2 separate regions of the Mus musculus genome follow, and region 2 is linked to region 1. The links are chromatin contacts, called in public Hi-C maps. All regions are on one chromosome and are shown on one strand. Each heading gives the region's core, a stretch centred on a gene start, on an enhancer-like site or on the middle of the called end of the contact. The rest is flanking DNA. Distances are from core to core; before and after follow the strand shown. Region 1 overlaps Ap3b2 (adaptor-related protein complex 3, beta 2 subunit). Region 2 overlaps Homer2 (homer scaffolding protein 2).

Evidence for each region. A called contact is a pair of places that touch in the nucleus more often than the background predicts.
Region 2: a contact with region 1 is called in a Hi-C map of the P5424 cell line, with 1.9 times the contacts expected there. The contact joins two enhancer-like sites. A contact is called at or near these places in 3 of 39 promoter capture datasets (3T3-L1-derived adipocytes, the HPC-7 cell line and liver), 7 of 484 Hi-C or Micro-C datasets (the P5424 cell line, bone marrow-derived macrophages, embryonic stem cells and 2 more), 2 of 115 datasets of contacts at active chromatin or transcription factors (both in embryonic stem cells) and 3 of 9 other capture datasets (adipose tissue, liver and pancreatic islet).

What each region holds. Positions count from the first base shown.
Region 1 is chr7:81,474,637-81,481,872 of GRCm38.p6, forward strand. Ap3b2 (adaptor-related protein complex 3, beta 2 subunit) reads right to left here. Exons shown (of 26, transcript NM_021492.3): 5 at 3,270-3,430; 6 at 2,952-3,018; 7 at 2,680-2,862; 8 at 2,310-2,593; 9 at 2,105-2,159; 10 at 1,644-1,715. Among named protein-coding and RNA genes, the nearest start is that of Ap3b2, 16 kb to the right of the region's middle. Within about 2 kb of position 5,310, at least 16 of the 459 cell types and tissues checked have an H3K27ac peak or open chromatin away from gene starts, as enhancers often do. A contact at or near this core is called in the P5424 cell line, where this site is marked.
Region 2 is chr7:81,621,760-81,628,995 of GRCm38.p6, forward strand. It overlaps Homer2 (homer scaffolding protein 2), which reads right to left. Exons shown (of 9, transcript NM_001164086.1): 4 at 2,493-2,585. Among named protein-coding and RNA genes, the nearest start is that of Gm51279, 12 kb to the left of the region's middle. Within about 2 kb of position 3,347, at least 3 of the 459 cell types and tissues checked have an H3K27ac peak or open chromatin away from gene starts, as enhancers often do. A contact at or near this core is called in the P5424 cell line, where this site is marked.

The DNA.
Region 1 (7,236 bases), core at 4,060-6,559:
TTTTCTCCATTTATCTTATGGTTAGCTGTTTAATGTGTCTTTTGCCTCCCAACACATAAGCTCAATAAAACAGGCTCTCTGGCCCATTTCCTTCACCTTGAATTGCTATATCAATACCTATTTATTGTTGCTGTTTTGTTTTGAGACAAGTGTTTCAAGTAGTCCAAATTGACCTTGAACTCTATATGTGGCCAAGAATAATCTTGAATTCCTTATCCTTCTGCTTCTACCACCTGAGTGGCAGGATGACAGGCATGTGCTACATCATCCTGTTTATGGGGTGCTGGGGATCAAACCCACGCCCTTGTGCACACTAAGCAAGGGCTCTCTCCCCAGACCCCCTGGGTCCCTAGATCCAGTATCAGAAGTAGTAGTAGACACACTAACGAGTGAGGAAAGTTAGTCACTGTCCAATGACATCGCCCAATAATAAAGCATTAGAATGGGAAAGGGAAGGAGGCACAGGATCCCAACGCTTTGCCTGTTGGTGTATGTGTTCCAGAAAGTCTGAAGGGGCAGGTACATGAGAGACAGAACTGCAGAGTTTGATGACTTCACACTAGTAACATCACTTCCTGGAGTCTACAATTAAAATATAAAATGCAAGCGATACAGGCTTTGGGGGTGATTATGAAAATTAAGTTATTCTGGGAAGTGTCTGCTGCATACCACGCAGTTGTGTAACCGTTTTCCTCCAAGATTGAAACATTCTATCCTACTGGAAGCTCAAGAGCAGGAAGGAAAACAACTCACAACAGCATCAAGAAGTCCCTGAAACTGACCAGATTCTCTAGGCCCCTCCCTGCCAGAGTAAGCAGACTAAGAGAGGCTGAGCTGCCAAGAAGCAGAGGAGCCAACTAAGCTGCAAAGTCAACTCTCAGCCAAGCTAAGCTGCACAGAGTCTGAGACCAGACCAGCTGCCTGGGGGAAGCAGCTGCCTGGGGGAAGCAGCTGCCTGCAAGAGCTTTAGACCAGAGTCACCTGCAAAGCACACTCTGCAACCTGCTGAGCTGCCTGCAGGCTGTGCTGTGGACTCCAAGATCCCAGCTTTTGTGAGCTGTCACCCATGCTGGCTGGGGTGGCCTTGGTGATGTGGCTGTCTTTTAATCATTTCTGTTCCTGTAAGTAACCCCTCACCCATATAGTCTTGTAAGTAACCCCATCCCCACCCCCAAAATCTTATTGGTTCACCCAAGTTGGACTTGGGTGATATCTGTCCTTAGGTCTGTCATGGGCTCCCTATCTGCAGTATGTTGGTACCAGGACCTCTGAAACCTGTGACATCACATAGGCGACAACACGACTACACACTTGTTGCCAAGACAATGGCCACCATATTCCCAGAATCCATTGGACTTACCTCCCATCTTTACCTGTGACCACGTCACCATCTACATATATAAGAGGAACACCTGCCCCTCCCCCCTCTCCCCCCCCCCTTTTCTTTCCACTGCCACCTTGCCCCTCTCTCTCCCAATAAACCTCACGTGGAACTGTTTGGTCTGGTGTAGTCCTGAAGCCACGCGGCGTTCAAGATCATAACAGGGTAGGCTTCACAAAGAGGCAGGCACCAATGTGTCCAGTATCAGTTAACCGGGCTGGTATTCAAGCAGGTTAGCTGGGATCAGAGGCCGTGCACTCACCTTCAGGATCTTGATCTGGGTAGGATCCGTGGACCTAATGTAGAAGCTCTTCAGGTAGGGTTCAAACATACCCTGGCAAGAGAGAGAGAGATAGTATTCCTGGGGATCCCACCACAGTCCCAGATCTACCTCTTCCAGAGACACCTGCCGCTCCCACCATAGACCCCATGACCCGACCCTTCCATCTCAACGCTGTCATCCTTGCCTCAAGTTCCGCACCCATCTCAAATCTGACTTACTCTTTCTCATTGGCATCCCCACCCCCACCCCCACCATGGCCCCTTCAGGATCTAGACCCGGCTCCTGGTTTGCATTTGGGGTCTTGAAAAAAACCTATACCCTGCACACAGGGTAATTGTAATTCCCCATCTTTCCCTGCAACCCTGGGCGTCCCACCCGAGTTCCCAACAGCTCCCACAGAGCCCACAGGAGCTAGGAGCAGGCCTTGAATGCACGCTCACCCTGCGCTTGATGGACATGGTGGCCACGTTCTGGAGCACTACGTACTGCACCTCACTGTGGAAAGGATGGGTTAGAGGTTTCTGAACCCCTCAGATGGGGCCGGGGCGGTGGGTTGTGGAAGAGAGGTTAGCCAAACAGCTGGGAGGAAGGAACTGATGGGAGAAAAGTGGGACCTGGCTGCGGAGGGGGCAGGGCTCTCTGTACCTGTGGCTGCGCAGCAGGCGTACCAGCGCCTTGGCGATGACGCCCACCTCTGCCTTAGGCGCTAGGTGGAAGTAAAGCTGCGCCACCGCCATGACCACCGCGGCGCTGCGGCTCTGCAGCAGGGGCTTGGTGTTCCGCAGCAGCAGCCGGTGATCTGGGTCCATTACATAGGGCTTCCGAGCGGGCAGCGCCGCAGTGGCTGCCTCCTCTGATCCAGGGCCTTTGGCCTCGTCCTCCTCGGAGCCATAGAAGGCCTTCTCGGGATTCTCCTCCAGCAAGGACTCCTGAAAGAGATACAGCTGTGTGTATGGACATCTTCCCTGGGTGGCCTCCCGCCCCTCCGCAGGAAGGTTGGGAACCTCGTGCTCACATTCTGCGTAGGGCTCAGGAATTGCGTTCGCGCATAACGCGTGAGCATGCTGATAATCACCACCTGGCCCCACTCCTCCACATCAATGAGCAGGTTGCAGAGCTTCCGGTAGTTTTTGTGAATCAGGTCAATACGTTCTGGACATACCTCTTCAAAGGCCATCACTACACTGCCTGCCACCAGCTGGAGAAGCAAGGCAAGAGGATGTAAATGGGAAGGGCAGAGGATATGAACCTTTCCCACCGCTCCTCCTGCCTTCTCATAATACCCACCGTGGTCTTATCTGCCAAAAGCTTCTCAATGACTTCTATCAGCTGGTCCTTCTGATCGGAGTCCAAACTGAGGGAGAAACAATCACTGAGAATGTGGTCCTTCCTATCCCCAGGCTCCGCAACAGCTGCCCCAGCCTGGCTCACACACATGCACACTCAACAAGAGATGTGAGCCCCCATTCTGGCCAGTATTTGTCAGATCCCTAAACTATCTTATTCCAGACGAGAAGCAGCCTGCAAAACCGTGGTAAGGTCAGGGGTGGGCTGGGAGTTTAGGTACCCCGGCCCTGGAAGACAAAGGGCAAAGCTGGGGCACACCTGTAGAGTTTGGGGATGGCATGAGCAGCTGTTTTCCGAACGTAGGGTGACATGTCCGAGGCAGCTTCCTTGATGGCTAGCATCATGATGGGCACTATGATGGGCACACGGATGCTAGAGAGAACCCGGAGCGCACTGGCACGGATCAGCTGGTTGGGATCCTACAGGCAGAAGTAGAGACAGAGGCCCGAGAAGGCATTATGTTCCCTAATGGGAAGATCTCACGCCTTGGGGAATCACCATTCCTGGCTCCTACCACCAGGACTTGCTTCCCTACCTCCTGACAAGGGCTAGCTTGTGTCTGGTACCTTGGTGTCCTGTATAGTTTCCTCTGAGATTGAAACATTCCATCCTGCAGGAAAGTTCCATAGCTTCAAGAAGACCCTGAAACTGGCCACATTGACTAGGCCCCTCTCTGCCAGAGTAAGCAATACAAGCTCAGAGTCCTCTCAGACTAAAAGAGGCTGAGCTGCCAAGAAGCAGAGGAGCCAACTAAGCTGCAAAGTCAACTCTCAGCCAAGCTAAGCTGCACAGAGTCTGAGACCAGACCAGCTGCCTGGGGGAAGCAGCTGCCTGCAAGAGCTTTAAACCAGAGTCACCTGCAAAGCACACTCTGCAACCTGCTGAGCTGCCTGCAGGCTGTGCTGTGGGCTCCAAGATCCCAGCTTTTGTGAGCTGTCACCCATGCTGGCTGGGGTGGCCTTGGTGATGTGGCTGTCTTTGAGTCATTTCTGCTCCTGTAGGTAACCCCAATAAAACTTATTGGTTCTCCAGGTTAGACTTGGATGGTAGCCACACTTTGGTCTGGTCTGTCATGGGCTCCCTATCTGGGGTGAGTAGATGTGTGTGTTGTGTCTCAGCAGGGACAGTGTTGTTGAACACTTGGGGCCACCACCTCTTGGCTCTGGCTGCCAAAACGTGGTGCCAAAACCAGTGTGTCAAGAAGCGGCTTTGTTTCAGAAAGTTAGAAAACTGCAGAACTTCCATAGCTTCTCAAAGACTTTCTCAGGAGCCAGCATCTGTCTCCAGATGCTGCCATATACCTCCAGATGCTGCCATATACCTCCAGAGCCTGCCAGAAATGCAGGCTGCTCTCTTCCAGAGTTGACCGTTCCACACCCCTCCCCCAGTAGCCTATCAAAAGTTGCCCTTCTCTGATATTTAAAACCCACATCGTGTGGGCTTCTCCTGTTCAGACGGCATCCCATACATGCCTGATAACAGCATGTATCCACTTGCTCAGATCTCAGAGCTTAGCACTATCTTCCTACCGTAGTTATAGACCAATGAGTCTCAACCGCTTCCGGGGGGGGGGGGGAGGGTGTCACATATCAGATCTCCTGCATGTCAGGTATTTACATTATGATTTGGAACAGTGGCAAAATTACAGTTATGAAGTAACCACGAAAACAGTTTTATGTTTGGGGGTCAACACAGGAGGTCACGGATTTGGAAGGTTGAGAACCATTTCTTGTAACCAGCTCCTAATCCTGCAGAATGGTAGACAAGTGAGCTGGAGCACTACACAGGAAGGCAGCTGTGACCCTGATTTCTCAACTGAACAAAGAGACCCACAAAGTCAAGGGTGAACGATGGTAATCGCTGGCAAAATTCTGAAATTGGTTTTTAATGGTTTAACAGCACTTATTTGAAAAGCAGGAGCCTGTATTTTCTTCAACAAATGTATGACATCAACCACTAAAACTTGGCCTGCTTTGTTTTACCATTTTTTTTTTTTTTAAATTTTGGAATGATCACAGGGACAAAAACATCTGCTTTCACTTGGGGAGAGGTAATTAGGCTGGCAGATGTTATCACTGTGGCTCTTGATTCCAGCAAGGCGTTCTGGGAGTCTTTCCTAACACTTCCTGCATTGCCCCTCTTGATATATAGGCCTTCGATTTCACATCATCACGTTAGCATTTTAGGAGCAGAGTGTAGATCTTTCTTTTTGTAGAGAAAGTCTCTTGTGTTCTGTATGGATGCAACACCTGTCAATCCAAGTTGATTGGCCTGTAGCTGAGGCAGGAAATAGAAGGTGGAACATCCAATAGGCAGTAAGGATTCTGGGCTAGAGCCAGGCTCAGGATGACTGGGCCCCAGATATAGAGGAAGATAGTCAGGTAAACAGGCACATGGCAGAACTTAGAATAATGGGATTATTAAATTATAAACCAGTCAGGGAATAAGTCTAACTATATGGCCTAGGTATTTGTAAATATATTTGAGTCTCAGAGTCATTATTTTCAGGAGCTTGGGGCTGGGAGGAAAAACACACACTTACAGAAAATTCCATACTGCATATTTTATCTGTGTATTCTCATAGCCCTTTACACATGAAAGGTATTATTAAATTTTTTTTTCTCCTTGCTATTTAGGATCTTCCAAAGTAAGATAGAAAAAAGATACTGGCTGACTATAGAGTTCTATGAGACCACAACTTAATTTATCAACAAAACTGATGACCTGGAGACACTATATGCCACACACTGCAAGCCGATGCCGTGCTCCAAATAACGGCCACTGTTTTGGTCGGAGACACAAAGTAAGGGACAAAACTGACATTCAAAGCCGTGGACTTGATGTGGGGCGTGCAGTCCCTTTTCCTAGAGAAGCAGAGGCATGGCTGAATGTTTGAAGCCACCCTGCGCAACTTAGTAAAGCTGTGCCCCCAAATAAAAAATAAATAAAAAGGGCCGAGGATGAGCCAGATATGACTGTGTACATCTTTAGCCTCAGTACTAGGAAGACTGAAGGAGAATTGTGAGTTACGGCATTGTACAACATGGCAAGTTCCTGGCCAGCCCTGTTTAAAAACACCAAAAGAAATACCGGAGGGGGGCGGGGGGGGGGGGGACGGCGACGACTGAAGAGGGCGTGGGGGGGTGTGGTCTGCGTGTGAGGGGGGCTGAGGAAGGAGCCCAGAAGCAAGTGTGAGGGCCTGGTTCAAGCTCCAGCACTGCCAAGGATCTGGATTAGTGATGCCAGAAAACTAATTAAATAACACTGTGTTTCACGGGAGATCCCAGGGGGCCACCCACAGAGACGGAATGACAGAAGTCCAGATTATCTGTTTGTCAACCACAGGGCTTAAAGAAAAGTAGATAAAAAGAAAAAAACAGAAACAAGGCTTCAGGTTAGCTGATGAAAGGAGAACCGTGAATACACAATGCGCCTGAAAACTCAGACCATTTACAAAACAATGCTTCATTGTTTAGGAATGCATAACCAATCAGCAAAGAGAAAACACGGGGGCCAGCGGGATGACTCAGGGGCTAAAGCTCTCGGTCACTAAATCTGATTCTCCTGAACTTGATTCCTGGGGTCCACAGGATGGAAGGAGCCCTGACCACCACACACGCTTGCACACACCAAAGTAAAGAAATATAATTTTAAAAAAGAATAAGTATATACATATGAAAAGCAAGGGAGATAGACAAGAGACAAACCAAATTTTAAAAATTATAGTACAGAAGCTTCAATATAATGTAATGAGTGGTTAGGATACAAATGGAGCAGGGTGTGGTGGCACACGCCTTTAACCCCAGCACTTGGGAGGCAGAAGCAGGTGGATCTCTGAGTTTGAGGCCAGCCTGGTCTACAGAATGAGTTCCAGTACAGCCAAGACTACTCAGAGAAACCCTGTCTTGAAAAAAAGGACAAGGGGTATGCCTTATGGCTTTCTGAAGGAGTGTGGTCCCTGCCACTGGAGATGTATCAGAGATGTTCAACAACAAAGGCTGTTAATCCACTGACCTCAGGACCAATCTATTAGCTGCTTATTTCTTTTTTTTTTTTTAGAATAAAGATTTATTAGAATATGACTATGCCCATTTCTTTAACACAAAATCTAGCAATTGCATGTTTGAGACACTATAGCCTACAAGACCTAAATAATATTTGAACATTTTGCATTTTGTTGACAACTGTTCTAGAAGGTTTGGGGAGTGTTTTTTGGTTTTTTTTT
Region 2 (7,236 bases), core at 2,097-4,596, 150 kb after region 1:
CCCCGGAGCTCTTGGCTCTAGCTGCATATGTATCAAAAGATGGCCTAGTCGGCCATCACTGGAAAGAGAGGCCCATTGGTCATGCAAACTTTATATGCCCCAGTACAGGGGAACGCCAGGGCCAAAAAGTGGGAGTGGGTGGGTAGGGGAGTGGGGGGGAGGGTATGGGGGACTTTTGGGATAGCATTAGAAATGTAAATGAGGAAAATACCTAATAAAAAATATAAAAATAATAAAGCAAAACTTTCTAGATAAATGAAGGTATTTAAGTATAAAGATATCTAGCTGGGCGTGGTGGCACACGCCTTTAATCCCAGCACTCGGGAGGCAGAGGCAGGCAGATTTCTGAGTTCAAGGCCAGCCTGGTCTACAAAGTGAGTTCCAGGACAGCCAGGGCTATACAGAGAAACCCTGTCTCGAAAAACCAAAAAAAAAAAAAAAAAAAAAAAAAAAAAAAAAGTATAAAGCTATCACAAACAAAATGTGGTACTCAGGAAAAGGCAGTGTATTAGAACTCTCTTTGTCAGGAACCATTTCTGCAGAGTGAATCGACCGTTTAAAAATGCCCATTATGGGGTGCGGGCTGGAGAGATTACTCAGTGGTTAAGAGTGCCTATTACAGCCAGACAGTGGTACAGCAGGCCTTTAGCCCTAGCTCTCAGGGGGCAGAGGCAGGGGATCTCAGAGTTCAAGGCCAGCCTGGTCTACATAGCAAGTTCCAGGACAACCAGGGCTACACAGAGAAACCTTGTCCCAAGAACAAAAAAATAAACAACAACAACGACAAAGCATGCATATTCCTCTCCCAGAGGAGCCCGGTTCAATTGCTAGCATCTGTGATTTCTATCAGGTGATTTATCACAGCCTGCAATTCCAGCCCCAGGGGACCTGAGGCTATTGGCCTCCTCAGGCACCGTCCCCAGTACATGACATGCAGACACACACACACACACACACACACACACACACACACACACACACACACAAACATACAGCAGATTTTTTAAAAATGAAAAAAAAAATGAGTTCCTACCCACATTTCCATTTCAAGATCTCATGTGATTACTCAATAATTATCACAGTAAATCAAGCTGTCACTTGGATCAGGGAGTAGTTAAAGTTCCCATCCACCAGAAGCCTAGCATATATTCAATCTATAGCTCCTCCTGGATTCTCTATGGCAAGCCCAGTGGGTGTATAAGTCTAGAGACCTAGGTCTGCCTGTGCCAATCATCCCAGCCTCCAAGTCTGCTGGCAAATGCAGGTCCCGGTGGCTGGCACCCTCTGTGACTCTGCTCCGCCTCTGGGTGTCACACTGGGGTTTCTCCTTCCCGGGGGCCCCTGCTGAGCCCAGTCCTGAGTGTCGGACATGACTGTTTCAGATACCCAGTCTTCCTGGTTCTCTCATTGGAGCTGACCTCTTTCTGACACAGCAACCCAGGCTAAGCTATCCTCCCCACCCCCAGCCCCTGCAGCCTTATGGGACACGTCCTTCCTCAGTACCTACACCTCTTACTCATGTCCTATAATAACTCCGAAGGCTACTGACCGCCTGGTTAATGAGCTGGATGATAAATAACGAAGACTCCCAGACCTCACAGTGTCTCCAGACTTATCTCCATCCCTGATGCACAGGTATGCAGGACAGACAGACATCCAGGCTGTTTGGCTCAACCATCATTCTCGACCAAATCCCAGTCCTGCTCCTGGAGTCCCCTGTCCGTCCCCATTCCTACCTCCACGATGATTAAGCCTTTTCTTATCAACAAAGACATCAGGTATGCTGGTGCCTTTTTCTTTTTATTTCAGGTTAAAAATGGGTCCTTTATAGCCATCATTGTCATGCTTTTAAGCAGACAGACAGACAGACTACTCAAACCCTGGCAAAGCAGGATCTCTCAGACTTAGAACTGAGGGGACACCATCCTCTATCTGCCTTCTGTTCAGACAGGGAGAGGCTTGGAGCTCTCCCGTAACAAACATTTCCCTAGTGAGCAGGAACATCCTGCTACGGACTTCCAAATGATCCGTGAACACACATGTAAACACTGCCTGTCCTCCAGGCTGCTAGAGTTCAAGAAATCACCAACCCTGATGGAGCATGATATGTCTTACCGCAAACTTTGTGCGCTAACCAAGCCCCATACCAAATCCTGGCCTTGAGCAGGCTAAGTGAGTGCTGTGCCACAAAGCCACACCCTGACCTTTAAACACAGTGACTGCAGAAGTTCTTCATGGGCCAGGACCAGGTGACTCCGATTGCATCAGTGGCTTTCCTCAAAAATACAGTACCACACCTGAGACATTCCAAGTCTCATGAACACATGTCACTTGTATCTCACCGAGAGCAGGCTAATAGTTGAAAGAAAAAAAATTCCTTCAGAATATCCTGCTGCTAAAATTACCCATTTCTTGCCAGAAGTGACAAGGAGTAAGGAATCTCAATTACTGATCACACTCAGATGCATCTCGGGGACAAATGACTTACTTACTTGGGAATGATTGCTGGAGGTCTCGGTTTTCTCCTGGGACTTGTCTCTGGCTAGCCTGGCAGCTTCTCTTACCTCCTGGAACTTCTCTGCAAACTGAACATATGGAACAGTTATTAGGACTTACTTTAATCTTATTCGTGGCCATATCCAGTACCTACCTTTATTATTTTGTATCCACGTTAAGCCTATAAATTCTGTACAAATGGCAGAAAAATTCTGCCATTCAAAGGAAATAAGATAAGAAATTCCTTTTTCCAATAAACACCACCGATCATGGTCAGACTGGAACCAGTCTCAGAGTTCCTGTGGCTAGCTGGATGCAGTAACTGAGAGGAAGCACGAATTTAAAATCCTCTGATTCACAGTAACTAAGACAAAGACATCACAGGAGGAAGCCATGCCAGGGGAAAGGGAAAGAAGGCCAGCTGCCGGCTGCCATGTGCACACCTGCAACTCCAGAACTTGGGAGGCTGCGCTGAGAGAATTGAAAGTTCAAAGCCAGCTCATGCCACAAAAAGAGGTGTAGGGCAGCCTGCTTTATGAACAATGAGGCCCCGTCACACTGACGCCGCCACCACCACGGCAGAACAGCAGTAGCAACAAAAGAACAGACACCTAAAATGTTAGGGGGAAGGCTTTAGGTACCAGACAGCAAAATGCCATAAACAGCCTATGATTAGATCTTTAATTATCACACAATTTACTCTGAAATGCTTCAGCAAGAAAGGCGAAGCATGATAAAATGTTAAAGTGGTGGTTAATCTTCGCAGTCAGCTTGATTAGATTTGCAATCACCTTGGAGGCGCACTTCTTTATAGTCTTCCAAAGAGGTGTTACCAAGGAGGACACACTCTGAGCATACAGGAGGAGGACACACCCTGAGCGTAGACCCAATCCTATGGGCTGAGATCTGGGGATGCTAAGGGGAGGCAATAAGAGCTGAGGGCCAGCGTTCATCTCCCTGCTTCTTGTCTACAGACGCAGTGGGACCAAGCCAGCCACTTCCTGTCTTCCTTACCCCGAGGGACTACACCTTCAAAGCAGGAGCCAAAAGAAACCCTTCTTTAGGTTGCATTTGTCACAGCAACGAGAAAACCAACCAACACAATTAACAGACATCTGGCTGATACACAGTTTATTATCCTACGTTCTCTATTTTTAAAATGTTTTAATATTGCTATATTTCTAAAAGGATTTATTTATTTATTTGTTTTATGTATGTGAGTACACTGTTGCTGTTTTCAGACACACCAGAAGAGGGCATCAAGTCCCATTACAGATGGTTGTGAGCCACCATGGGGTTGCTGGGAATTGAACTCAGGACCCCTAGAAGAGCAGTCAGTGCTCTTAAACACTGAGCCATCTCTCCAGCCCTATATTTCTATAACTTAAAAATCCTAAAGTCAGGATTAGGGAGAGGGCTCAATAGTTAAGAGAACACAGCGCTCTTGTAGAGGGCCTGAATTTGGTTCCTCGTTCCCAGGTCAGATGGCTCACAACCACCTGTAACTTCAGCTCCAGTAGACCTAACTCCTTTTTCTGGAATCTCTGTGCACTGCACTTAAGTACATAACCCTCCCCACACAGACACACACATACACATAATCTAAAGTAAGCGCTCAGAGAATCTTTTTTAAAATCCTAAAGTCACAGGGTAATCACACCAGTTACTGGCTCAGAGTCACTGACAGGCAAGAGTTTAATTAGCAGTATACCATTAGACCATTGAATTACTTAAAGATAATGCTGGTATTGTATATCTAAGAAGGCTAAAATGGCAACAATGAGAAACAGGAAAAGCCAGCAGGCTGCCAGACCCTGACAATTCTGGAGGCTCTGTTATATGCTCATTTATGTGTGAACACAGGCTCTCTCCTCTGAGCCTGCTTTCTGGACCCCAGCAGACAGAACCCCATATGAGGAGAAAAGGGCACACTTCCTATTCCAGCCTGTGCTGCACCCCGCCCCCCTCCCTCCACAGACCCACTAACCAAGCCACAGACACAAGGCTTCAAACCTGACCACTCCAAAGCTGTCAGAGGAAAACCATCTCTGCTGCTTAGGCACATGAGACTAATTGGGGACGGATGGATAATGCCACTCCCTCTTAGAGGGACCACGATGGGGAGAGGCCCTGCCTCTCCTGGAAAACTCCGACACCCTGCCCCGGGCAGAGAACAGGCACAGGCATGCTGTGAGCTCCGGAACTCTAAGTCTGTAAAGGATTTTGCTCATATTCAAACAGACACAAAGTAAAAAGGAAATTTCAGGGGGAAAGAAAAGCTTTAAAGTAACAAGAAAGAAGAGTGCGGCCAGAGATGGCTTAGCTTTGAGAGCACTTAGTGACCTTGTAGACTGCAGGGCTTTGGTTCCCAGCAGCCACAAGGGAGTTCACAACTCCAGTTCTGGGTGTTCTGGTGCCCTCTTCTGGCCTCTTCAGGTACTGCATGCATATAGTGTCTCAGATACAGTTTCAGGAAATGCTCATTTAAAATGTTTTATAAGCTGAGCACGGTGGCTCATGCCATAATCTCAGCACTTGAGAAGCTGAGGCAGGAGGACTACTCAGAGTTGAAAGCCACCAAGCCTTGGCTACACAATGAATTCTAAGCCTGGACTATAGTGTGAGACTCTATCTCAAAAAGCAAAAACAACTCCCCAGAAAACAACAGCAGCAAAACCAACAACAACAACAAAAACCTAAACAAACAAAACCTATACATTACCAGTTGATACAGGACAGAGCGGAATGAGCCCTGAGAACTATGTCTTGTCAACTAAAGGAAACTGAGCTCAGGGCAGAAGGCAAACAGCCGGTGAATGTAGAAGTTATTCAGCCACAGTGAGTAGGAGGCAAGTGTGCCGAGCCCCTGATGAATTAAAAGGCAGTTATGAAAAAGACCAACTTTGGAAATCAGTCCTGGGTGCAATCAGAATCAAGCATTTATCAATCCACAGCTTGGAAGACATGAAAGAAAGTCATAGAAGTGACAGGTTTGAAGATGCAATAATTCAAAGCTTTTAAATGGAGAAAAAACAAAAAACAAAGACAAAAAACAAAACAAAAGAAACAAACAAACAAAAAGCAAATCCCCACTCAGAAGGGAAACAGCAGCCAGGGAACTGTCCTCAGCCGGGAGAGGATAACACAAAAAAGGACCATTACTGCTTGACAGAGTTCACACACGATGAAAAGGAAAATATAAAAAATGCCAATAAATAAGTGGTGAGATTCATGAGCAAAATACAGCAAATAAACAGCATATAACTAGGGTTGTACAGCCTGGCTGGAAATTTGAAGCAAAAATAATGAGGTGCCATTCTTTGCCTGTAAAATTAGCACAGGCTAAACACAATCCTAAACCCGGGTGCTGGCAAGTTCGTTCTGGTCTTGGTCCGTGTTTTGGTACAGCCCCACTGAGAAGCAATTTGGAAGTACATATTGTGAGTGACAAAAATACTCATACCTACCGACACAGTGATAGAGCTCCCGGGAAACCACAGAGAAAATAATTGAGGATATGAAAAAAGGGGGCCTTCAATGCAGTGATCATAATCCCAGAATTATCCACAATAATGAAAACCTGGATGTGATCCAAAGCCCGTGAGCAGGCCGGGAGAACGCTACCGGGAGAGCCGAGGCAGGAGCGGAAGACCCAGGAAGTTATCATCCAGTGGAGACCACCTCTGGGTCTAAAGCCTTCTAATATTTCTACCTTATTATATTAAAAAGCATATATGTGTGCAAGCATAGAAAAATACTGTTTTAATTTTTTGCTATTATTGTGTCTGTTGGAGGATAGCCTGTGGCAGTTTCTCTCTGCACTTTGACATGGGTCTCGGGGATCAAACTCAGGAGGATATGCGTGGGCAAGCGCCTTACCTGCTGAGCCATCTCAGTAGCCCCAGAAAAGGATGCTTTTAAAACCTACGGTTTCATCACCTAAAGAAGAGCTCTAGCCAATAAAGTTCTGACATATTTCTATATGTATACATGCATTCATCACTTCTTTTAAATGACACTGCAGATCTCACCTCATAGCCAATTCTGAAATTAATAATATGGCATTAATACTTCAAGCATTTGTATGACCTTCTACTAGATTATCTTCAGCGCCGCACAATATTATCCTGAAGGACGCACGAGGCTATTTAATCAATTTTCTTTTTCCTTTCTTTCTTTTTATTTTTTAAAATTTATTTATTTATTATGTGTAAGTACACTGTAGCTGTCTTCAGACACTCCAGAAGAGGGCATCAGATCTCCTTATGGATGGTTGTGAGCCACCAAGTGATTGCTGGGATTTGAACTCAGGACCTTTGGAAGAGCAGTCAGTGCTCTTAACGGCTGAGCCCTTCTTTTTATTTTTTAAATATGGGGTCTCACTATATAGCCTTGACTAACGTGGAACTCACAGAGATCTGTCTGCCTCTGCATCCCGAGCGCTGGGATTAAAGACGTGCGTCACCTCGTCCCGTTAACCAGGTTCCTTATGTTTGCTTGTTTGCTTCTTACTTTGACCGGGCAAGAATATCCCTGTAGTAGCTACACCATGCCACCAATATTTCCTTACAGTTTCCTAAGTGAGACTTACAGATAGAAGAACATTTAATACAGGGTTTTCTGAAATATATTGCCAAGTATTTTTGGTATGTTGTTGTTGTTTTTAATTCTGAGGTCATTTTATAAAGTTTCTAAAGTTACAATCATTTTAATCAAAACTGTCATCATTTATGAAAAGCA